Regions from separate parts of the Zea mays genome. Here all the other regions are linked to region 1. The links are chromatin contacts, called in public Hi-C maps. All regions are on one chromosome and are shown on one strand. Each heading gives the region's core, a stretch centred on a gene start, on an enhancer-like site or on the middle of the called end of the contact. The rest is flanking DNA. Distances are from core to core; before and after follow the strand shown.

Region 1 (5,764 bases), core at 1,626-4,125:
CAGCAGGCGCAAGACGCCCTGAGGAAAACGCATCGATCAGATGCATGATTGGACAGCCTTGCACCATGCAAGTGGACACCTGTACTCGTAAACCATGCAAGTGGACACCCTACTGCAGGTCGACGATGCGATCGCGCAGACCATCGACGCCGACGTGCCGACGCCGTTTGTCGCGAATCCGTCGGGCAATCTCCTCCTCCTCCGAAAGTTGTGTGCGTCTAGTCTGGTTTATCGCTCCCGTCTGCTTGTATTTTGTGAAAAAAAAACCAACCACTCATTATACAAATAATGTGTTGGGTTTATTGTGCACAATATGATTTTTTACATCTGACAATATTAATAATATGTATAGATGGTAATGTTTGATATTAATAATAAATGACGTATGTCCTAATTATAAATTAAGCTGTGACGAGGACTCTGTCGGTAATTTATCCCCGCAGAAAATGGGGATGAGAAATAAATATTCCCCACAAGCATTTATGAAGAAATTCTTTTGTCGCAGAGGACGGGGATAGGGACATGTTCCTCCGACGAGGAATCCTCCATTGTCATCCGTAGACATGAGGAGCAAATGATTCATTTTTTTTTGTAATGGTCAGATGCCCTAATTTTTAGTTTTCCCTGTATTCATCCTTTGCTCAACGTTTTTCCCTATGTATGCTAACGATGAAGATCCTAAACAGCATACTAGCATTGTAGTGCCAAAGTTGGCCGGGTTAGGTATGTTGAGAACTACGTTACCACGGATCACCAGATCCGCTCTCTTCCCTCCCGTTAGCAGTATAGGCGTAAGAAGCTGTAGATTACTCGTCTCCCTTCCATAAGCACGAGAAAAGAAATACACGGGACACGAGATATAGGGTTGGATCTCTGACCTATTTCTCTTTTCTATACCATATTAGAGTGGTACAGGTTTTATATATATAGAGACGTGATAGCTCTAGGATCATATTCGATATTTGACCACATAACCTTTCATTAGGGTTTCTCAACAAATTAAACCTGGCGGCGTGCACGGAAGCGCGCGGCCCGCCCCACGGCCCACGCGCATGTGCGCAGCCGCGCATGCTGGTTAGAAATTTGATGGTTTGTTTTAGCAATAAGGCCTCACAGAACTCAAGCGTGCGCGTGACGTGTGGATGAAGTGACGACCCGCTCACCCCCGGCATCGGCGGTATCGATGCGCACGGGCATTGATCGGCACACGTGGCTGTGGCATTTGCAAGAGAGGGGGATGGGGTTAGTAAACTAACTAAGGACTTGTTCCGGTTTACCCCAATCCATATGGATCGAGAGGGTTAATAGGGTTTCAATTTCTAGCAAGTCAAAATCTCTCACAATCCGTATCAATACACTCTAATCCATATGGATTGAAAATAACCAAACAAGCTCTAACTAAGCTTTATGGAACGAGCACGCAATTCTCGAGGCAGCCGATCGGCTGTGCTTCCTTTCATTTCATTTGCTTGGTGGGCGCCACCGGCGGCCTACGCATGTACGTAGTACTCCGACTCCGTGCATCCTCTCGCTCCGGCAGTTGACTATACTGCTTGAAAAATCAACTTGGGAGCCAATTTGGGCAGCCCACTCAGCTAACCAACCTTTTTCGAACAGGTCAACAAGTAACCGACCATCTATCTAAGATTTAAAACAACAGCGGACCCGTGCAAGTGGATCAAACCAGGTCAGGAAGCAAACACATCGATCTGGTCAGCGTTTGGTTTGGCGTGCAGGTGGAACCTGAGCGATTTGACCTACGTGCGCCGGGTTATGTTTTATTAGAGTAACCACGTCCACGTCGTCTCGGAACCAACTCGTGGCTGGCTGAACACCAACACACGTGTGCCGTGCGCCCCTGCCTATTAGCACCGTGTTCTGGATAGAGATGGAGTACACGCGTCCCTCCCCAGCTCGTCCTCCCCTCTGTCCTGATCTCCCTCCCAAATCTCAAGTCAACTCCCCAACGGCTTTCGCTTCTCTGCTGGCCTGGCCTGCAGATCTGCAGCACAGACCACCGATCCGTCCGAGATCGCGACGATGCTGCTGCTGGGTGCTGGTGCTCCTCTCTCCACACCCAAAAGTAGGGCGTCCTCTTTACTCCTCGCGTACGTACACGCGCCGGCTCCAACTCCAATCAACCCCCATCCCTACCTCGCGACGCAGCATATGCGGCGGTGGTGGATCACAGCGAGGCGCCAGCCACCGGTCCGGACCACAGCGCAGGACGCCGCTCGCTGGTCGCTGCTCCCTTAACACCAACACGAGGACGCGGCGCCACCTCTCTCTCCACTCCGCCATTTAACGCTGTCTCTGAGACTGGAGGAAGGAAGGAACCGTGGCCTCGGATCCTGCGGGCCCCCCCCCTCCCCCAGTGCGAATGCGAAAGCCGGAAGGCGACAGGCCCGCTACCACGCTGGTCCCGCCGCGTCACGTGGACGCCCGTCACGCGGCCTCTCCCGGCGCGACAAGTGCCGGCCATCTTCTGGGCGCGACACGCGGCGCTCCGCCGCTGGCCCGCGCGTCGCGACACCGCGAGGGAGGCCGCAAAAAGGTAGTAGAGGGCTAGAGGCGAGGGGGCCCCCCTCCGTTTCCCCGCACTCACAAACTGCACTAATGGCTCCGCGTCTTTCGCTGCTAGTCGCTAGTGTAGGACGGACACCCCGGCTCGCTCACCCCATACGCCGACGCTGACACCAGGCCAGGCCACTACCACTCCACAAGTGGCTGAGTCGTAACTTGAGGCAACCGCCCCCCGCCCACTTCCGTCACGGCGCGGCGCGGCGCGGCGCGGCGCCAAGCAACCTTATCCACATCTCCCCTCGCCTCCGCTATAAAGCCCGCGCGCCTCCGCCCGTTGCCAGACGCGAACCACTTCACAGAAGAAGTGCTTTACCCTCACCCGCCCCACGCGCGGTAGTTCGTTCGACACAGTCACAGTCACAGACCAGTCGTTTCTCCCTTCTCTCCCCCCGGGCCCGGAGAGGAGAGGATGGCCGGCCGGAGCAGCCTCTCCATGGTCGCGTCGCACCGGCTGTTCACGCCGGTCAACCCTGTGGGCGGCGCCGACCACGGCGTGGAGCTCGACGAGGCCGACGTCATCTGGGGCGGCGGCGGCGGATACCCGGCGTCGTCCTCACCGTCGTCGTCGCCGTTCCTGTCCTCCGCGGTCGACCCGTACGCGCGGTCGCCGCCGGTTGCCGCGCCGTCCAAGCAGAAGCCGCGTGGCGTGGGGGCCGGCGCTCCGGGGCCGGCGTCGGTGCCCGTCAACATCCCGGACTGGTCCAAGATCCTGGGCGCCGAGTACGCCGGGAGCGGGTGGGCGGCGCACGACGACCGCGCGGACGACGACGCGGCGGCCTTCGGCGGCGCCGGGGGCCGGCGCTGGGTGCCGCCCCACGAGGTGCTGCAGGGGCGGGAGCGCGCGGCGGCGTCCTTCTCCGTGCGCGAGGGCGCCGGGCGCACGCTCAAGGGCCGCGACCTCCGCCGCGTCCGCAACGCCATCTGGGAGAAGACCGGCTTCCAGGACTGACCGACCGCTACTGTCAGCGCCAGCCTTGCGCGGCCGGCAATGCCCGCCTACCGTGGCCTGGCCTCGTTTGATGATCCCGTTCTCGCCTTGAGGAGGAGGAAGTGAGGAGCTTTTGCTTGATTAGTGGCCTTTTAATCCATTTGGATTAGGTCGATGGTTCTTTTTTTTCTCTCTCTCTTTTTATTATGTTTTGGTTCTTGTCGCTCTAGTCGTGATCGATGAGGGGAGAGTAGAGATTAAAAGCCTCTGTTTTTGGCATTTTTCCCCCGGAGAGGCTCGGTCGATGTACTTCCCACCACTAAGATTAATTCATCTTGATTACTAGTATCAATGATTTCAGCATTATTCTACTGCAAGTACTGCAATTATCCTGCCAATCCAGTACTCCTCTTCTTTCGTTAAGAAAAAATGTAACCGGCCGGAACCCATTTCGATCCAAGGTACTTATTTGAGTCATATTTTAATACTAGTAAGCAATACACTCTGGCACTGTAGCTGCCCTACTGTTTCAGTAGTCTAATCATGATATTGTTAGTTTGTTGGTGGTGCAATTAGGTTAATTTTTTTTTGAGGGAAACAGGAGTGGAGGGTCCCTACTCGATTTATTTAATTTTTTCCAGAGTTGCAAAGCATGAAAAGAGATTGTGACAGTCTGCTCCGGACAGATTTCGTGTGCGGGGCGGAAAGAAAGAAAAATAATAATAATACAGCATCTCAGCAAGAAATAGAAGGGGGCGGAGAAAGGCATGGGCCCCATCGCTGATTGGAGAGGAGGGCGGTGAAATGTCGACACTTCGCATTAATATAGTTGGTTAGCACATACTAGTACAAGTAGGAGTAGTTAATTGCAAAGTGAGAAACCGAGAATATGCCGGTTCCCATTTGCCCCCACACGAGAAATAATGCTACGCCAACACGCACCATGCACAACGCGACACTCCCTGAGCTAGTCCGAAAGAGCATGACTTGGTGTGGGTTGCCTTGGGATGGTTAGGAGGTTGATCAACCAAACTGCTTAGCGGTTTGATTATTGGTTGGCACTTGACATGTTGGTTTTTAGCTGCATTTTTTTTAATAATTTTGAGGTTCAAAATTGTTTGGTACGCATTTTTGGCGGGCATTTCTTTTTTTTCACGTTATCGTTAAGCGTAGAAGCCTCCTATTCCGTGCATTACTAGTCACATGCACGTGCATTGCTACGTTTATATATATATATATGATAAATTTTATTTTAATAAAATATAAAATATATATTTTCTATTGATTAGGTAGGTGTGGATATAGAACCAACCATCAATGTTCAAACACTAACTTATATATAATTTCACCTTATTTTTTACATACTCTCCTATTATAGTAGTAGAGAAAGATTATAGGAGTGCATGTTTTTTCTAAAGAAATGTAGGTTTTTTACGAAATAATATTGACGCGGGACGAAATGTAGGATTCAACATGATATAAAGAAATGTAGGATTCAACATGATATAAAGAAATGTAGATTTTTTTCTAAAGAAATGTAGAATTCAACATGATATAAAATAATATTGACGCGAGACGACCGTTGAAAACTGGTGCTTTAATATAGTAGAGATTTATCTTATCTAGACATATATACTCCCTCTGTCTATGATTAAATCAACTTCTAAAAAATTAGGACAAATAAGTGTTATAGATAATCGGAGTTTCTAATCGAAGAATATACTACTACATCAATCCAAACCCATCTGTTTGCCCTAAGGTAGTGTTTGGGTCTGGAGTGAGAGGCGGAACGGAGCGGCTCCGTTCTGCCTTGAGCAATATTTGATTGAGAGACACTCATAACAGTAACAGAGCGACTCTAAAAAGAAGACTATTCTCCTAATATGTTGAATCCCACTATTCCAAAAAAAAAGCTATCCAACATTTTTCGCTCGCGAAACGGAACAAAGAACCATTCTATCATGTTGAATCCCACCGTTTCAAAAATAAACTATCTAACATTTTCGCTCGTGAAACAGAACAGAACCATTCAATCTTCAAGGCATGGGATACAGTCACTCCATTCTCAAAAGGTATAACGGATTCATTCCGTCCAATTAGGCTTCATAACCAAGCACTGTCTATGCGTTAGTGCAGACACAATCTCCAAGATTACGTCCAAGACAAGGGGACAACTTATGATTTAGAACTAAACTTAATTTGGAGGAAATTTCTAGTACTCTACCGATTGATTTAGTCAGTGACCGAGGAAGT
Region 2 (5,800 bases), core at 2,873-5,372, 180 kb before region 1:
TACGCCAGCTTCCACTGCTCCTCCTCCCGCTCCCGCTTCAGCTCCTCCTGTCCCTCCACCTTGATTCCGGGAGCGCGATGAGACTGAGGTTCGACCCCTGGCTACGGATCCTTGACTGTTTGACCTTCAACGTGCTACAGCGGCACGGGTACGTAGGTTCAGATACGTACCCGTGGAGTCTTGGCTGTCAGCTCAGAGAGACCCTGCAGCAGGTGACCTATTCAGCACACGTATTCAGGAGTCGTTTTTCAGAGCTCAGATGTCTGCTCAGATAGCTCTGCGAGTGCACCGGCTTTTGGATCTACCAGTCTTTCTGCTTGCAGCCGGTGCTGACTCTGAGGCGCACCTCACCTATCTGCCTGGCCTTAAGACCCTTCTGACTACCAGCGGCAGGTATGTTGAGGAGTGGGTACGAGTCTTCTACGCCTCTGTTTGGATTGACCCGGATCATCACTGGATGAGGTTTCGTTTTGAGCGCGAGGATGTCACCATTACTGCCACTTAGATCCGCCAGCTCTTTGGATTTCCCGAGTCGACGACTCGTTTTCACAGCCTCTGCTACGACACTTCTGACCCTCCTCGTCGCCCTCACGACGGTGTGGATCCGGGTACAACTCACGTCGCGGCTCTGTTCCGCCCGCCCTTCTCAGATGGGTCGCGACGTTCACCGGCAGATTTCACTACAGCAGTCAAGTATTTATATGAGCTTATCAGACGGACTCTTCTGCCGAGGATGGGATACAGGGAGGCTACCACACATATTCAGCTTTGGCTCCATGGTGCCCTGGTCTCTCACTCTGAGTTTGACGTTGTGGACTTCCTGATTTGTGAGATCGAGGACACCGTTTTGGATGGGATTCGTGCTCGTCGGTAGTTGCCCTATGCTCACTACTTGTGCCACATCTTTGCGCAGCTGATTCAGCCTCCTCGGTTTCAGGGCACTCTTGAGGCCTCACGCCTCGTTTTTGGATCCTACCGTCCTACGCCTGAGATTCATGTGCCAGCTTCTGCTCCTGTTTTTGACTCTCAGGCCGAGGATGCAGCTCTTCGTCAGTTCGACACTCAGGTTACAGCTGATGATGATGATGATGATGATGATTTTAGGGTTCCTCCTCCGCCTCCGCCTCCTATGCCTCCACGCTCTCATGATCATGAGGCTGGGAGTTCTAGTGCTGCCCCTGCTACTCCTCAGGCTATGGACCCTGCTCTTGCTTCGATTCTCCAGACTCTCTCTCAGCAGCAGGCTCACCTGGCAGCCGAGCAAGCCCGGTTATCCGAGAGGATGCTCTCGATGTTTCAGAACATGCAGGACAGGCAGGATGCGCTTCAGCAGCAGCTACTTCAGGATCGGGCTGAGAGTAGGGCATTCATGGCTCTTATGCTACAGCAGTCTGGTGTCTCAGTCCCTCCGGTTCAGTCTGCTCCACCTCCTCCGCTTCACGCTCCAGTGGTGCCATCGATTTTGTCAGGACCCCCTGTTGATACTTCTCCGCTCCGGCCGGTCACTTTGGCGTTCACCTCTCCGGTTCTCAGCTCTGTCTGCCCGCAGCCGCCAGTGCCACCAGCATCTGCTGTTACCACTACTGCTGTGACAATATCTGTGACCACCTCTGTTCCGGCAGCTCCTGCAGCGCGGCCTCAGTCCGAGTCAGTACCAGCTCCAGCTTCTACCGCAGATCCTGGATCCGAGACTGACTCTGACCCTCCGCCGGCGTTCGCTCTGCTGCCTCGACCGCGTCCGGATGCGCCCCCGCCGCCTCCTCCTGCTTCAGATGTTTAGGTTCGAGTGCCCTTTTGGTGTTTGACGCCAAAGGGGGAGAGATATGAGTTGTGAGAGCTAGGGGGAGTTAGAGAGTTAGTAGAGAGTCATTTTGATGTAATATATGTGCTTGCTACTCTCTGTACTAGCTTGATGTTTTTGGCTCACAAACTCGAAATATACTCTTGTTGCTTATGATTGACTGTGTGTATTATGTTTTCACCTTATATTTTATCACCAGTCTTCTAGTTCTTGTTTCATTGATTTAACTTCACTTTTATATGAGCAAGAATCTTATGATGTGTATGCGCTCACTCTTATTATTATGGTACACGTTCTTTCTGTCAAAAATTACTGAGTATAACTAACCATTCTTTCTATTGACAGAAACTTCAAAACAAACTACTCTCACAAAACTTGTAGGGTTGTCATCAATCACCAAAAAGGGGGAGATTGAAAGCATCTAGGCCCCTGATTGGTTTTAGTGATTAATGACAACGTAATATTATATGTGACTAACGTGTGTTTTGCAGAGACAAATGGTAAGTTAGGTCGCATGACAGGTAGAAGTACTACAACGGTGAAAACAATCCCGGAGATAAGAACTCGAAGCGACGGCTAAAACGACGAAACAAAAGGTAAAGGTCTACGGAGTCCGAGTGTCAAGGAGATGTGGACACTCGCGATTTAGTTAGGTCTTTTATTCTCTTTTAGCCATACTATAAAGAGGGGTTGTCGATGAGTAGTTTGACCAAGAGAGTTCTAGTGTAGTGTTGGTGCACAATCACACTCATATACAGTGCTAGGTGTCACTCTAGAACTCACTCACAAGTTAGAACGAAAACCGATTTGAAAATCAGCTGAAAAACAAGAGTTAGTGTTTCTGGCCCTGGGGCACCGGGCTGTCCGGTGTGCACCGGATTGTCCGGTGCACCCTCTGCCAGGTGGGGCCAGGCTGGTCCGGGGCAGAGGCTCTCCCTCCGCAGAAACCCGAGAGCGCAGGTTTGAGAGTTGAATTTTAGTGGCGCACCGGACACCACTTGCATTAGGCTTTTCTTGGTCAAGCGAAAGTCTACGGCTTGTTACTCTTGGTGATCGGCATCACCTAGACGGCTTGGTGGCGTTGGGAGCTCGGTGATCACCGTGAAGATCTTGTTGGTGACCCGACTCAAGTTTGTAAGTGGTCTCGAGGGATCCACCGCGCCGGAGTGGCAAAGGATCATCTCGTAGTGAGCACTTGGTTCTTGCAAGGACCAAGGGGGAGCGATACCCTTGCGCGGGTGCTCCAACGAGGACTAGTGGAGAGTGCCGACTCTTCGATACCTCGGGAAAAATTAGAGGAGTCTTCTAAACCTTGCTTTACATTCCGCACTTAATTCAAGCACTTTACATTGTGTATTTGTTTAGCAAGTATTTGAAGTATTGTCTTAGCATTGTTGCATTTCTAGTATTATATTCTTAGTGCTAGTTGTTGGGGTGAAGTTGGGCTCTTGCTTAGCTCTTGCTTAGTCTTTAATTAGTGTTGATTTTTAGAAAAGCCCAATTCACCCCCTCCTCTTGGGCATCGTGATCCTTTCACTAGACCATTGAGACAGACTTCTAGTGGGCCTTTTTGTTTGATTGGGCCGGGTCAATGGCCGATAAATCGGGTCAATGGTCGACTAATCGGGTCCCGACTGATTAATCGGGTTGACCGATTACTTAGCTGATTACGTATTAATCATATCATATGTCTATCGATAGCGATTAATTGTCAATTAATAATGATTTTTAGGACAAACCATAAATTTGACAATTCACTTTTGATTCTTGACAATCCTACAAGCAAGCCTTGATTTGCACCAATATGTTAAAAAACAGAGTAACATGGCCCTTATAGAAAATGGCGACATATGACAATAGCTCAAACCAAATGACGACTTATTGCAATTGCTCAAACTGTATTTTTTCCTTTCCATTTTGAGAGAGAAGTAACGCATAAGAACCTTTTGTTTTTTTATTAAGGAAACCAGGTTATATTTTATTTGTACGTGAAATGAGATACTCCCTCAGTTTTAATTTGGAACAAAGAGGATATATTGCATTCATTATAAAGACATTCTGAGTAACTAGCAAAATGCCGTGTGTTGCTACAGTTCCCATTTATAAATATAGAGTATAAAACAAAAAGACATATACGTTATATTGGCTAGATGAGTGTGAATATGGTATTAGAACCAACAACCATAATTTAAATCTCATTTATACATAATTTTAGCTTTTTAACATTTAAATGTGGAGTACATAAAGATAATTATATCAAGGCCATTGTATGCATTTAAGCATATGAGAAGCTGGACCACCTCTATAGTTATGTTTGAGAACAAGGAGATAGAAGGAATTAGATGGGCTAAGATCTCCTTGATATTCATTTTTAAATGGTAAGAAGATTTTAGCTCATTCAATCCGCTTTAATCCCTTTGCTCCAAAATAAGCACTAGGAGATCTCAATTCCACTTCAGCCTAGCCCACAAACCCACACAATGGCCCATGAGCGTCATTCTCGGAGCCTACGGAGTACCAACCACGTCACCGAAACTGTAGACGAGGAGGACAAGGGTCAAGGGAAAGAAAGCCAACCGCCCCAATCTCGCGTCCCGCCGGCGGCCACCACCACCACCGCCATGATCAGCATCCTCGCGCAGGTAACGCACCTTAGGCCCTCTAACCACTCGAGAAGTCGACGGGGTCATGATTGTTGTGTCTGATTCGGTTCGTTTTCTCGTGGCTTGGTCTCCGGATCTGCGCGCAGGAGCGCCTCCTCGGGTTCGCCCTGGGCTCCGTCTCTATGGGAGGTTTCGTCCTCCACCAGCGCCGCGCCATCTACCGCTCAATCGCTGAAGCCGATGGGTCGTCCTACTTCTACCAGGTAAGCATCTGGTTGCTTCCTCCGAACCTTTAGCCCAGCAGCTGTCTGCTTTCTGAAGTGTGGCGATTCATGGCTTAATTTTCCGTAGGAACAGTTAGGCTCACTAGCTTGACAATAGATAAACTATACAGCAGGTTCCGTAGGAACAGTCAAGTTACAGATTGTTAACTTGAAGAATTCTCGATGTTAGTGCAACAAAAACAGTCCTTCACGAAGGCTGACATTCAAAACCAACAGATAATTAAAAAAAAACTCCCTCTTTTCATTTTGTACAGTATTTTGATCGGAAATTTTGAACTTCCCAAGTTTTGACCATCAATTAATCAAACTATATGCATTTTTACTTTTTTAGTGTAAAAAGTTACATCACTAGTTTTTTTTTTGTTTCACATAGTACTTTAAAAAACTCGACCTGTGGGGGTAAGACCGCCCCTATGACATTATATTTGAATCAGGGCCGTTCCTGACTTTTCAGGGGCCCAGTGCGAAATCCGATATTGAGGCCCATCCACATATATATATATATATATATATATATATATATATATATATATATATATATATATATATATAATCAAATATTTGACATATAAAAATTATTATGCACTATTTTGAAGTTTACAAGATAACAAAGGTAAAATATAGCAAAAAAACATTTGTTATCTGATATTATTATTAAAAACATATTTTAACATTCTGTGATACAAAGTCATCTCTTATATCATTGAGATCAATCTCATCCAACAACTTTTTTTCGATATATAAAATCACCAAGCCATTTAACATCTCTTGAGTTATTGTTGATAAAAAATAGTTTACAAAAATATTTTAATTTTAAAAAGCTTCTCTCTGCCAAAGCAACCATCATATGTATAGTTTATAATACTCTCCCAGTCTCCCTATATCAAAATAGAATTTGTTTTGCTTCTTTAGTGGATTCATCATCATCAATATAAACATAAAAATCAAGAACTAAAACAAATACTATTTTGAAACGGATGGAGTATTCGATAAGTAATTGAGACAGTTTAAGAATATGAGCAAGACTAGTCGATAACTCAATAACGCATCACTCTTTACGTATTTGTGTCTATAATAGATAGGTTTAATAGGAAAAAATGCTACCGTACGGT
Region 3 (6,529 bases), core at 2,184-4,683, 230 kb after region 1:
ATTCGCAGTTTTAAAACAGATCTACGATTTACGCTAAAATTCGTAATCATTTACGCTGTTTTGTTTACGTTTTATGTTAAAATCTGTGCGAGTCAGAACCCGTGCCCGATGGGACGCCCGCTGGTACGGGACGTGACTATACCTGGCTAGGGCTTCCTGGTACTAATGGAAGCCCAGGGCTTCCATTACCTCGTCCCTATATATATATATATATATATATATATATATATATATATATATATATATATATATATATATATATATATATATATAATACACCTTTAAATTATTCATAATTTTTTATATATTAAAAAAATTATATGAGAAAAATAAAATATTTAAAAATAAACGGTTATGACTAGCAATGGACTCAAAATTGATATATATATATATATATACACCTTTTTAATAAAAACATATATTCTACTCAGATGAATATAATTATCAATGTTTTCTATAATTTTTATGAAGAGATAAAAAATATTAGAGTATGAAATAAGAATTTAAACGTTAGTTTTTTTAATCTGTGTCTCACTTCGTGCCATACTGGCCCAAACACGACCTATCTAGTGGTGTTGTTACGTGTCACCCATCGTACCTAAGTTTGAGGCATGACACGACATGCACGAACGACTATTAGGTCGTGCCTGAACGACCTATTTTTCTTGTGTCGGACCATACCTTAGACTTTTTGCACCGGTGCCCTCTCCCTAATCCCCCTATCTTGCATGTCGGCTACAGTCACCGGCTGCCAAACGGCGCAGCGACCACCCCTTCACAGCCTCCTACACAGCGGCAACAGTCTCTCTCCCCCGCAGTCGTTGTGAACGCTAAACATTGTCCCCGTCTCATCTTTTGTGCCCATGAGTTATTGTTAGTAGAGAAAAATGATAATGAATAATAAGTAGGTATAAGAAACAATATTTTATGATTATAGTGGGCTATAGGGGGGAGAATTTAGAAGGAACCACCGCGGGAGATGAAAAGATAGGGATAGAATCTTGGCGACATGGTGCAAAAGTTAGATATAGAGAGAAATTTAAGGAGAATTGTTGTGGACAGTCTTGGAGCAACTTTAATAGTTCTAGAAACAACATCGTAAATCTTAAACTTAAGAATTGAACGAAAAATGTTTTCCAATAGTTTTCTAAATATATTTGCTAAATTTGGTTATTTGCTATCAAGCCTATTTACTCTCCAAGTTTAGTAAACAAATAGGAACTCCATAAACACAATTGGCGTCGATTTCTTCACACGCGTGCTCATTTTTTCTCTTTCCCGTGCAGCGAGATAGCCATGTTCCACATGTCATACTGATCGGCCTTGTTCTCCGACCTCACATCCTATACAACTTGTTAAACACAAGTTTAGGAAGCTTTTTTTTACAAAAAATTATTGGAGTTGCTTTTAGACTCTTTATTTTCAAAACGAGTTTTCCAAATAGCTCGGTCCAAACTTACGTGTAGTCTCAACTACTCCCTCTGATATCCAATTAGTTGTCATTTTGAACAAGTTTTGAATCAAATTAATAAAATTTTAATTACAAATAACTGTTTTATTATTTAGTTTTGAAACCTAATGTTTATACGTACAGATTTATCTTAAAATTATTTCTATAAAAATATAAATGTATTAAAAGTTTGTTTATATTGAATAAAAAAATTAGTTAAAAATATATTGTATAGACCATATCACTGTCTCAATGACAACTAACAGACACCGGAGTGAGTACCTGAGTAGTCAGTAGTATCAGCGAGAACAAAAGGCAAGCCTCCTTTGACTCATGAACAGTCTCCGGACCCACCTTACGCTGACGTCACCCGACAACCGAGGCCCGTCCAAGCGCACGTGGCCCCACGGCGGCAGCCGACAGCGACCCTTAATTCACGGGCGCGCGGTATTCCCCACCCACCCACGCCTCCCCGTCCCGCTGCTTTCCGCGGCGCTGTGTTTGCTTGCGTGCTGATGTGGCGCGGCCGCATCGGCCGATCGGCGGCGCGCGGTGCGTCTGCTCTTCGCCGCTGCGGATCACGGGGGGTGTCTGTCATCCGGAAGAGAAATACTCTGGTTCGCGGTCCTGGGTCCCTCGGTCGGACCGGGACGTGGAGGTGGGGCTGGAGCTGGACGTGGTCCGGGCGTGTCGTGTCCGGCTCCGGCCAGGACCACGTACGTACGATACGACGTCGCTGTAGCGTTCTCTGCAAGGACGCTTTCCTGTCGCGCGGCAGTGACGGTTGTTTTTTCATGTGTGCGCTGCTCTGGTAGCCGCCTGTCAGATACTCCAGTATATACAGAGGACACATACATCATGTACAATTATTTATTTACTTATTTATATGGTGCAAACGTACAATCAAATTATTCCAAGCATTTTCTTTAGACCTAATGATTTTCAGAAGATGCTTTTAAAATAAAAACATATACTAAAATAAACATTATTTAACGTTATCTGTTGGAGGCCTTCGTATTCCGAAGGTTCTTAAAAACATGATTAACAATGTTTTCCAAGTGTGATATATTTATAGGAACCTTCGGACTCGTAATGAAGATGTACACAATATGTAAAGCATGGTCGGGACGAATATTGAACCGGTTCCGAAGCTACGCGCAAGGAAGCTTCGGCTCAGCAGCAAAAAAAAAAAGGAACCGACTTAAAGAGGAAAATGCTATCTAGTCCTCGATAGATTGTCCTTAAGTCAATAGTAAACATAAAGGGCATGAATGTAATTTTACACAGCCTGCGCCCTGTGTCTATAAATAGATGTTCACGCTGACTTGTATTCATTCGTGTGTCACGCTTGGACTTTTACCTTCTGTCAAGCCGAAAGTACAGATGTAATTCAATATTTTTTATGTTCATTCATGATGATATAGTAAAGATATATTAACAATATCATATGGATTAATGTTATTTCTCATGTTTCATATGCTTCTTATTTCATTAATATATGCTACGATGATGAATGTACGTCCTTCATGACCTTCGTCTGAAGATCATTATATCTTACAGAGGATAATGCTTCGAAGGACGAAGAATTTTAACCATTAATATTTTATGTTGCCTTATTTTTAACTTATAGTATTTGAGAACAACTCACCAACATTATCAATTACCTATTACATTATAAATATGTGAACTAAACTGTACATAAGGGGTTATTTGTTTTGCGGACTCACAGTCACTTACCTGCTAAGCAAAATATCTTAGCCCCAGACGATCAAAATCGGACGCCTGTCTGGGAGCGCTGTCTCTGTCTGGGGAGAGACAGCTCTGGCGCGGAGCAAACCAAGCCGACCCTGACAAGTTACCAGGACACCCTATCATTGTATTCCTACGGTCTAGTACGTCCGACATACGAACACTACTGTCCACCGTACCACTGTTAACCGATCCACGCACTATTGCATCCGGCCAAGCCTTTTTGACTGTACAACCGGAACGGAGGCTCTGACACAGCACAGCGCGCACACAGTGCCCCGTTCTCCAACACCACGCCGCTCTACGTGTAGGAAAGGAAAGGAAAGGAATTAAAGGAACGGAACGGAACGGAGCTGAGCGTCTGCTTGCGTACGTATAGCGTAGCGACGATGCGTATCCTAGTCGTTTTCGTGTCCAGTTGGCGTCATTTATGCTGCCGTCCCCGTCACTGTCCCGCTACGCGACGCGACGCGGGGCCCGCCGGACCGGATCCCCCGGACGACCGTCCGTTTCGCTCTCCGTCGTTTGCCGCCGATGCCGGCGTTTCCAGTTTTGGCCCGCGTCGTTCGCTGCGGCGTCGTCGCGGTGCGTCGCATGACTGTCATGTGCGAGGGAATGGAATGGAAGAGACAAGGCGACATCATCCGCTGTTTCGGAGGTTGGTACTTGGATGGTCACGTACGTGTGTTGTGTTGGGTCATGATTTGGTGAGGTCAGTTTTTAGTAAGAGTTTCATGTCGAATAATTGATAGACATAAGCGTTTTTTAAAATAATGTTGATGATACGTAATGTTTTTAAGTTAAAAAAAAGAGTTTTACATGGATCAAAACTCTTTTTGGCACGATTACCGACATGAAATTAAATATTTATTTATAAAATTATAGTAAGAGTTTTACCTTAAATCTCTGCTTTATACCAACTACCATATATTCTATTATTTATTTCACCTCACTCTTACCGGCCTCCCACCGCGATTGCCTCCAGCCTCGCATCCGGTCCCACACTCCCACCTCTAGGCTTCCAGTAGCACGGAAGGGGGACGCCGCAAATAAAGTTTTCGTGGTCTCTCTCAACTTCACGGTATATATTGGATATGAGAGCATATCCTATAGGCAAACAAGTCATGTGTTCTCATACGCAAAATACATTCAACCCATCCGTCCAGTACCTAACAGTGCTGTGTTCTATTTTTAATGAACAGCACCAACGTGGAGAGCATAGGAGGACTTATTTGTAAAATGTCATAACACCGTTGGATATAAAACGGATCGACTGGATGCATTTTGCGCACGAGAACACCTGCCTTCTTTGCCTATCCATATTTGATAGAGTAAGCCGCTGCAGGAAATTTTTACTGCATATGTATGACTCGATCTGTGTAGCGTCTCATTTAAGGTTCGCCGGTGCAGATAGCCTTAGTCTCATTTAAGGAGTAGTAGCCTGGGAGGACTTGGGGAGTAGTACAAGAAGAAATCAGTGGCAGGGTTTCAAAGATTGCCTCGGGATCGGCAGTTTTGACCGCAAAGCATGCATGCATATGCACGCAGCAAGCGAGACGAGGTGGGCAGGCAAGGCACCGACGAATGATATTAAAAATCCTATCCTATTTACTCCAGCAATTTCTTCGGTGCGCAGCCAATGCGTGACGTCGCCCGGAGCTAGCGGTGCGGAGCTGACCCAACCTGGGGGGAAGGGGGGCATCGCGCGCCCTCGGAACTGCCGTCCGGAACTCGTATGCCTCCCGAGCCTGCACGGCTAGGGCTGGAAAATTAGCTCGAGGCTCGCGAGCCGGCTCGAGCTCGGAGCGGCTCGCGAGCCTCGAACGAGCTGAGCCGAGCCTCTTCTTCGAGCTCGTTTTTGCAGCGAGCCGAGCCGAGCTGGCTCGTTCCAGCTCGTGAGCCTTGCAAAAATGGTCAATTTATGGAATAATAATGAATATTAGATAATTTTATGGATAATAGCTTATTTTTTAGTATTTGATGATGAATATATTACAAGTTATCATTTAATTTACTCATAATGTAGAATGATGATTCTATATTTCAAATTTATATAATGTTAATTCACCAAATAATGCAACGAAAAGTACCAAAATATGGCTCGCGAGCCGAGCCGAGCCGGCTCGCGAGCCAAGGTCGAGCCGAGCCGAGCCTCTTTCACCAGCTCGTGGAATGGACGAGCCGAGCCGAGCTCGTTCAGGCACCGAGCCGAGCCGAGCTCGGCTCGGCTCGTTTCCAGCCCTAGAGCTAGCACGGCTATCCCAGCCCAGGCTTCCCGCCGAGACCAAGGTTAATGATCCACTTGACGGCCACTGCCGATCAGGCCGTCACAAATACTGGTATGGTATGATCCTGGGACACCGCTGGTCGATATCGCAGGCTGTCCTGGGCTCCTGGCGTCGCGTCACACCGTCCTCGATCGCTATCGCCTATCCCCCCGATCCTCACGTGAAGCGGGCCGGCGGCAACACGCCCGTGCAGCGTGCATCGCGCGACCGACCCAGGTGCCGTTCCCGCCGGCAGCGCGCGCCTAGGGATCCGTTCAGGTCAACGGCAGAGTAGCGATCCTGTGTCTGTATGCGCATGCCATGGCACACAACCCATGTCGACCATGATCCATCCCGCCCGCACACACTTGTACTCCATTGGCCGAGGCATCCGTTACCGTCACCGACCCCCTTGGCGCCCCTTCTCTGTTGCTTCCTCTCTCGCGTCGAGCCCAGAGCCCAGGGCCCAGGCTACACAGTACTATAGTGTGCTCCAAAAGGCGCGGCCGCGCGCGCCGGCCAAAGCTGCGGCGGCGGTTCGGACGTCACGGTTGGCGGCCACAGCCTGGATGAAGGCACTACGCACCGTAGACCGCACGGCGACGCAGCTGCGTGACAAGCTACATCCTACTACGTGCCCAGGCAGCCAGACCCAGGCTACAGAAGCTGGTGCCAAGCATTAGCAAAACACAGTGGCCATGATCGCGATGACGCAGCAGCGACGATGTCACACACACACACACACACCACCGTTTTTATCGCGCTGTCCTCTTCCGGCCAAGACGAACCAAGGCTGCTGGCATGCATGCCAGGGCTTCTGCTCCTCGATCCTTCATGTGCAAGGGATCTGACTTCTGACCAATAACAATGACATAGACAGGTATTAGCTAGTGACTAGCTGAACTATAAGATAAAACCTTAGGCTGTCTCCAGCAATGTCCTCTAAATTTTATCCCCTAAAAGAATATTCTCCGTCCTTTACAACACACTCCAAAAAATTTCATCCTCTATATCTTCTCCTTCTCCAGCAGTATACTCTAAATTATGTTCTCTATATGAACAG
Region 4 (5,606 bases), core at 2,404-4,903, 200 kb before region 1:
TAGTGGAAAGTTCTTTATGAGATCAGTTCTGTTGTTTGAATATTTGGGAGTGCCAATGATACTGAAGTGTGCACTACCCTACAGGTACAAGAATTTGGTCGTGAGCGATATGTGGGACTTGCCAAGTAAGTTATTCTTGTTTCTTGTTCTCTGTTGATAATGCCCTTTTTAGGAGCCAATGACATTATTCCTTACTTTCCTTTCTATAACCAAAAAATCAGACTTGTGATAAGCAATCAACACATTTGAAAGGAAAGTTCATCCTTCATGCTCCCTTTACCAAAGCTATTATTGTTATAGAAGGGCCCCTGTTGGAATTGACATTCTTATACATGGTCTTGTCTTATCTCCATCAAGAAAGCTCCAAGCTGCACCATGCCCAAACATTAAGGTTTGTAGGCTAACTGCTTCTCACAGTCTGAGATTATTTGCATGTGAACGATCCTGACTCTTGAGACTTATGAAACCTTTTTTTCTTTTGTTATAACTTTCATCTGTCATGATACTGTAAAAGATACTATAAAATTGTCCTCTCTAATCAAAGAATATTTATTTGTTAAATATTACAGAATGTTTTGTATGGAACTAATATATTGCACAATAATGCCTTCACTCGTGGGCTTTCTGGGTGGAGTCCTATGGTTCATGTTGATTGAGTATCTAGACTGAAGCACCCCATATGCTACTTTCTATCTTGAAGGACCGTGGAAGCCAGAAGCATATAAGTGGCTATTATATCCTTGCCATGAACCGCATAGATGCTTGGATGGGTCCTTCGTAGGTCATAACTGATAAGCTAAGATTACATGTCACTTACAGAGTATCCGCTTGGGTACGATTTGGGTCCGAAGGACATGGACATCACCATGTAATTGTCAGTCTTGCTGTGGATAAAAACCAATGGGTCAATTGTGGGCAAGTGGATGTTGATGGGGATCAATGATATGAAATCAAAGCAGCATTCAAGCTTGAAAAGTAGCCATCCAAAGTTAATGCATATGTTCAAGGCCCTCCTGCAGGTGTTGATCTTAGAGTCATGGAGTTTTATATATATGCTGTTGGAGAAAATAGACAAGGTAAACTTTAATGCACTTCATGTTTTAGATGTTAGAGTTCTTCCAATTCATATGTGGTCGTGGATGATCCAACCATTATGTCAAATATGGCAATTTTTTTCTTTGTTATTAGTGTTTAAAAGGCATTATAAAATAGAAAACATGACTATGGACTAATACTTCATTCTGTAGAAACCTCTCTATAAATCTAATGGCATAGTAGCAACAAGACAAAAAATAGTGTACCTAAAATGTTGAATTGTAATGTGTTCGTTCATGCTGTAGGGTGGTCTGATAGGGGCATATGGCTACTTTGTGGGATCGAAAAGTTTGATGCCTCAAGAGGATTTAAGATTTCCACCTATGTGTATTGGTGCATTCATCAGGTTAGGGCAGATTATCTTGTCTTGCAGTAGTTTGGACCTGATAAGATCATAGCTGAATTGAGCCTTCAGTGCATTTGCTTGTAACCGGGGGGTTTCAAAAGCATTGGCTGATAACTCGAAATCGTTTAGGCTCCCTACATAGGATTTTAATTTAAATCCCTTAATTGCCATTGCTTTGTTATTCCCCTCGCATCTCGTCTGGTCTCTGAGACGTTTGGAAATACCGGTAAAGGCAACTAGCTGCATCTCGGGTGTTTCTTAGCTAGATCGAGAGGCATCTAACCGTGCTAACGAGTAGACAAAGTGGGCTAATTGGCCAGTGACTGAAATGAAGTGGTTGAATTGCAGATCACTAGCTTCTGCCTATTTAGCATCATGTGACCTTCCTAAGAAACTATGCTCAGGTTGTTATTAGCCAAGCTTTGTAGGTGCAAATATCTTGCCTTTTTCAATTTGATCATATGCTACTAAGATTTAGTGCATTGGTTTAAGATAAATATTTTTCTTGAATTATTGGAATGATTTTCAGTACTATTAAACTACACATGTTTCTTATCACCTAGATATTATGTATTCTATGATCTTCCCAAAAAACTATGCTCGAATTGTTACTGGCCAAGCTTTATGGGTGCAAATATCCTGCCTTTTTTAGTTTGATCTCATGTTACTAGGATTCAGTGCAGTAGTTTAAGATAGATATTTTTTCTAATTCGTTGGAATGATTTTTTAGTACTATTAAACTACACGTGTTTCTTATCACCTGGCTATTCTGTATTCCATGACCATCCCAAGAAACTATGTTCAAATTGTTACTAGCCAAGCTTTCTGGGTGCAAATATCTTGCTCAGTTTGATCTCATGTTACTAGGATTCAGTGCAAATGTTATTTTTCTCTCGCCATCATTTTGTTTCGCCGTTGTAATGGTAGAGTAGAAGTGTGGTTTTGCTAATTGCTGAGTTGGCCTTTTCTTTTCAGCTTCCATACGAAGACATGACACCTTTTCAGGCAACAGTTGTCGTTGTTCAAAAGGTATCGTAGTTTAACACACAAGTCATTATGGTTTGTCACAAAAAAGAACAGTGGCACATCTTGTTGATATCATACTACTTTAATTTTGCTGAAAAGAAAAGGTTCCAAATAAAAGACGAATGTTGAGTTTTAATTCATTTGTATCTTTTTCGGTGTCATCAAGATCGACTGGATCTATATGGGATTGACTCTGCTCGTGCTGAAGGAGAAAGAGCGTGCTTGGCTTGCGGGAGACCATGTTTCGGTTCATATTTTTTTCATGGGTCATGTTACCTGTCATGTCAGATTATACAACTTCTGATATTTCTGTCTTTGCGAGACAACTACCAAAATAGTTTTACATCATGACTACTCTCAGATGTATTCATGCATTAATATTTTTCTGAATATTTTGTGTGACGTTGCAACGTACGGGCACATACCTAGTAGATATATAACTGAGAAAGTAGTATGTGATTGGCACTAGGGATGAAAACAGACGAAAACGGACGAAAAAACCTGTCTCCCGTTTCCGTATCCGCATTTTATCATCGGAAACGGGATCGGATCCGGAATAGTCGGGAACGAAAACGGAAGCGGGATAAACGGAATTGCGAAAACGAACAGAAACGGAAATACTAACGGAAACTAATAATTTAATACAAATAGAAATGTTATTGATGTTTGACTAGTGATTGATTGACAGAACAATAACATAAAACAAATAAATATAGAGAGGCAACATTCTATTGTTGTTTGGTTGCTAAATGTGTACATTTAGCTACATTCGATGTTGTTTAAGACTTTAGATCACTTGTCATTTGAAAAGAGCCGGTGGTTACAATGACCAATTTGCTATAATTTGTCACCTAAACACACGATGATATAGTTTATATACTAATGCATATTAGGCTCGTCCTATATTTGTCAAATACGGAATAAATAAAGGTTCAATCTGGTAAAACGGGATCAAAAAAACCGACGGAATAAGCTCTCTCGTTTCCGTCCCGTTTCTATATTTTTCCGTAAATACGGAAACGGTCGGATCAAATATAGAAAATGGTACGAATCGTGACGAGATTTTTTCGTTCTGTTTTCAACCCTAATGGGCACAGCCACCGGAGACACAGGTCCGCATTGTCTCGTGTCTACAGATGCGAAGATGAATATTATAACGTCAACTTTCCATACTCGTTCGACTACGACCTGCTTCCATTGACATATGGGTCCTGCAGTGTTAAAGTCCCACTGATCAGCCAAACCAGCATTCCCCTCAAAGCCGTCGTCCTTATCCCCAATCCACACCGTCGGCGGCCCATCCAACCCGTCCCCATCTGATCTCCCCGTCGGCGGCGGCCCCCACCGCTTCCTTCCCCTCGCCGTCGCGATACTGAGCAGACACTAGCAGAAGTAGGTGCTCCGTAACCCGCCCCCCAACACCAAAGTGGCACTCATCACGCCCACGCGAGGTGGTCGACGAAGAGCCGCAGAGGAGGGGGAGGTGCTGGGTGGGATCCGGCGGACCGCTCATGTCGAGCGGCGCGGACGGATCGGATCCCTGCACGGGCCTTGACCCGGGGACGATCCCAGAGCTGCCGGCCCATGAACCTCCTGTGCTGCAGGCTCCGTCGCCGGCGCCGCAGCAGGAGGTGGTGGTGGCATCGCAGACCGAGGCGCCGTTGCCAGCTGTCACCATCGTGATCTCGCGGCCAGGCGAGGATGTTCAGATGCCCGATGCAAAGGGTGGCTCCCCGGCATGCTCCCCGCAGGCCGGTGACGGCAAGCCTATGGCCACCTCGGTTTCGTTGACCGCTTCGGCGGCCGCGAAGGAAGCCGGGCTGGCAAGGTCCGACTCCGACAGCTTGGACGACTACGAGCAATGCAGGTATCCAGTCGGTGTGGGTTTTCCTGTGCAAGCTCAGGCCATTTTAGTGAACTGCGAGTTGGGACGGGGACGAGGGTGTGTTCTGTTTTGGAGCGTTCCGATTTTGTATGGGGACCTCGTTACGTTTAGCAGTTGCGCGTTTTATCCATCCATGGATTACCTGCGATGGCTTCGGGCGATGCTCATGCAGTGAAGTGACTGTAGCTGTATGAACGAACTTCCTTTTATGATGTAGTGATTCATTTCTTGGAGTCGCCCTAGCACATGGATCATGTCAACTGAACTGATTACCCTAGCTGCCTTTTTCTGTCTGTCATTACACCAATGGATTTTTTGCCTGCAGTTGGGTGAGTGTTGTTTATCACATATAACATGCGAGCAACAAGTTTGTGAACATGTTCATTGTCAGTTTGTCTGCATCTTCTTTAGTATTGACTTTGTCAGTGTTTGTGGTATGTGCTTATTTACAGCCCATATGTTAGTGTAGTTAGGCTTTCATGAAGTGCAAATAGGACTACAAAGTGGTAATTATGATATATTAGGGTCTCCAAGGTATTTAGGCGGTCATGAGAAGGTAGGTTATGTTTCCAATGCAGTTGGGTTGACCTTGAATGTAGAAGCAAAGGATATTCGGAATGGTTTGAACTTACAGCAACTTCGTGCTCAAGTTTGCTGATAGTAAGATCTTTTATGTGTAGAATTATTATAAATAGGACTTCATATATTCGACAATTCGATGAATATATATGATATTTACTTCTTGGCTATGAAAGGCTAACTGGCAGCTAGGAGGCTGCGGGTGAAAACAATATGAGGAAGCATGGTGGAAATTGATAATCAACTTCCAACTGAGCTTTTCTTGTACCACAAATGTGCTGTGAGCCGCACCATTGCTTTTCCATGTATTGATGTTCTTGCGTTGATCTTTTGATTTACTGGATGCAAGTAATAACACATCCAATCTGTTTTCTCATGGCTCTTTGACATTTCTAAATATAGAAGGGAGCATTGTGTTACTTATGATCTACTAATCAGAACAATTATCTTTAGAAGCTGAATTTTCCCAATACAGTACCTGGAATTAAATATTGGTCTTTTGTTTTACAGGAGCAACACTTGTACTCTTAATAAGCCCAGGTTCCAGTTAAGGTACCTGTGGACCAAGTGGCTGTCCTTGTTTTGGAAGGAACAATGTAGAATGCATTGGCCTTGATGGTACCGATTTAAGTTATTAAGGGCCTGCTTGTTTGGGATTATAATCTGGCCAGCTTA

The links. A called contact is a pair of places that touch in the nucleus more often than the background predicts.
Region 2: a Hi-C map of bundle sheath shows a contact between it and region 1, with 1.5 times the contacts expected there. The contact joins the promoter of LOC100276355 here to the promoter of LOC100277341 in region 1. A contact is called at or near these places in 4 of 25 Hi-C or Micro-C datasets (bundle sheath, ear, leaf and 1 more).
Region 3: a contact with region 1 is called in a Hi-C map of bundle sheath, with 2.4 times the contacts expected there. The contact joins the enhancer-like site here to the promoter of LOC100277341 in region 1. A contact is called at or near these places in 4 of 25 Hi-C or Micro-C datasets (bundle sheath, ear, endosperm and 1 more).
Region 4: a contact with region 1 is called in a Hi-C map of leaf, with 3 times the contacts expected there. The contact joins the promoter of LOC103626156 here to the promoter of LOC100277341 in region 1. A contact is called at or near these places in 3 of 25 Hi-C or Micro-C datasets (ear, leaf and tassel).

Annotation. Positions count from the first base shown.
Region 1 is chr5:28,840,149-28,845,912 of Zm-B73-REFERENCE-NAM-5.0, forward strand. It overlaps LOC100277341 (senescence regulator), which reads left to right and starts at 2,876. Exons shown (of 1, transcript NM_001150935.2): 1 at 2,876-3,611. The coding sequence starts at 2,993. The coding sequence ends at 3,532.
Region 2 is chr5:28,658,821-28,664,620 of Zm-B73-REFERENCE-NAM-5.0, forward strand. It overlaps LOC100276355, which reads left to right and starts at 4,123. Exons shown (of 3, transcript XM_008646543.3): 1 at 4,123-4,443; 2 at 4,551-4,667. The coding sequence starts at 4,282.
Region 3 is chr5:29,071,893-29,078,421 of Zm-B73-REFERENCE-NAM-5.0, forward strand. No RefSeq gene overlaps it. Among protein-coding and RNA genes, the nearest start is that of LOC111589414, 4.5 kb to the right of the region's middle. Within about 2 kb of position 3,434, at least 18 of the 20 cell types and tissues checked have an H3K27ac peak or open chromatin away from gene starts, as enhancers often do. A contact at or near this core is called in bundle sheath, ear, endosperm and 1 more, where this site is marked.
Region 4 is chr5:28,635,536-28,641,141 of Zm-B73-REFERENCE-NAM-5.0, forward strand. It overlaps LOC103626156 (E3 ubiquitin-protein ligase MARCHF9), which reads left to right and starts at 3,654. Exons shown (of 6, transcript XM_008646545.4): 1 at 3,654-4,334. The coding sequence starts at 3,979. LOC103626155 reads left to right here. Exons shown (of 7, transcript XR_552741.3): 2 at 85-125; 3 at 222-391; 4 at 701-1,076; 5 at 1,341-1,441; 6 at 2,417-2,470; 7 at 2,634-2,821.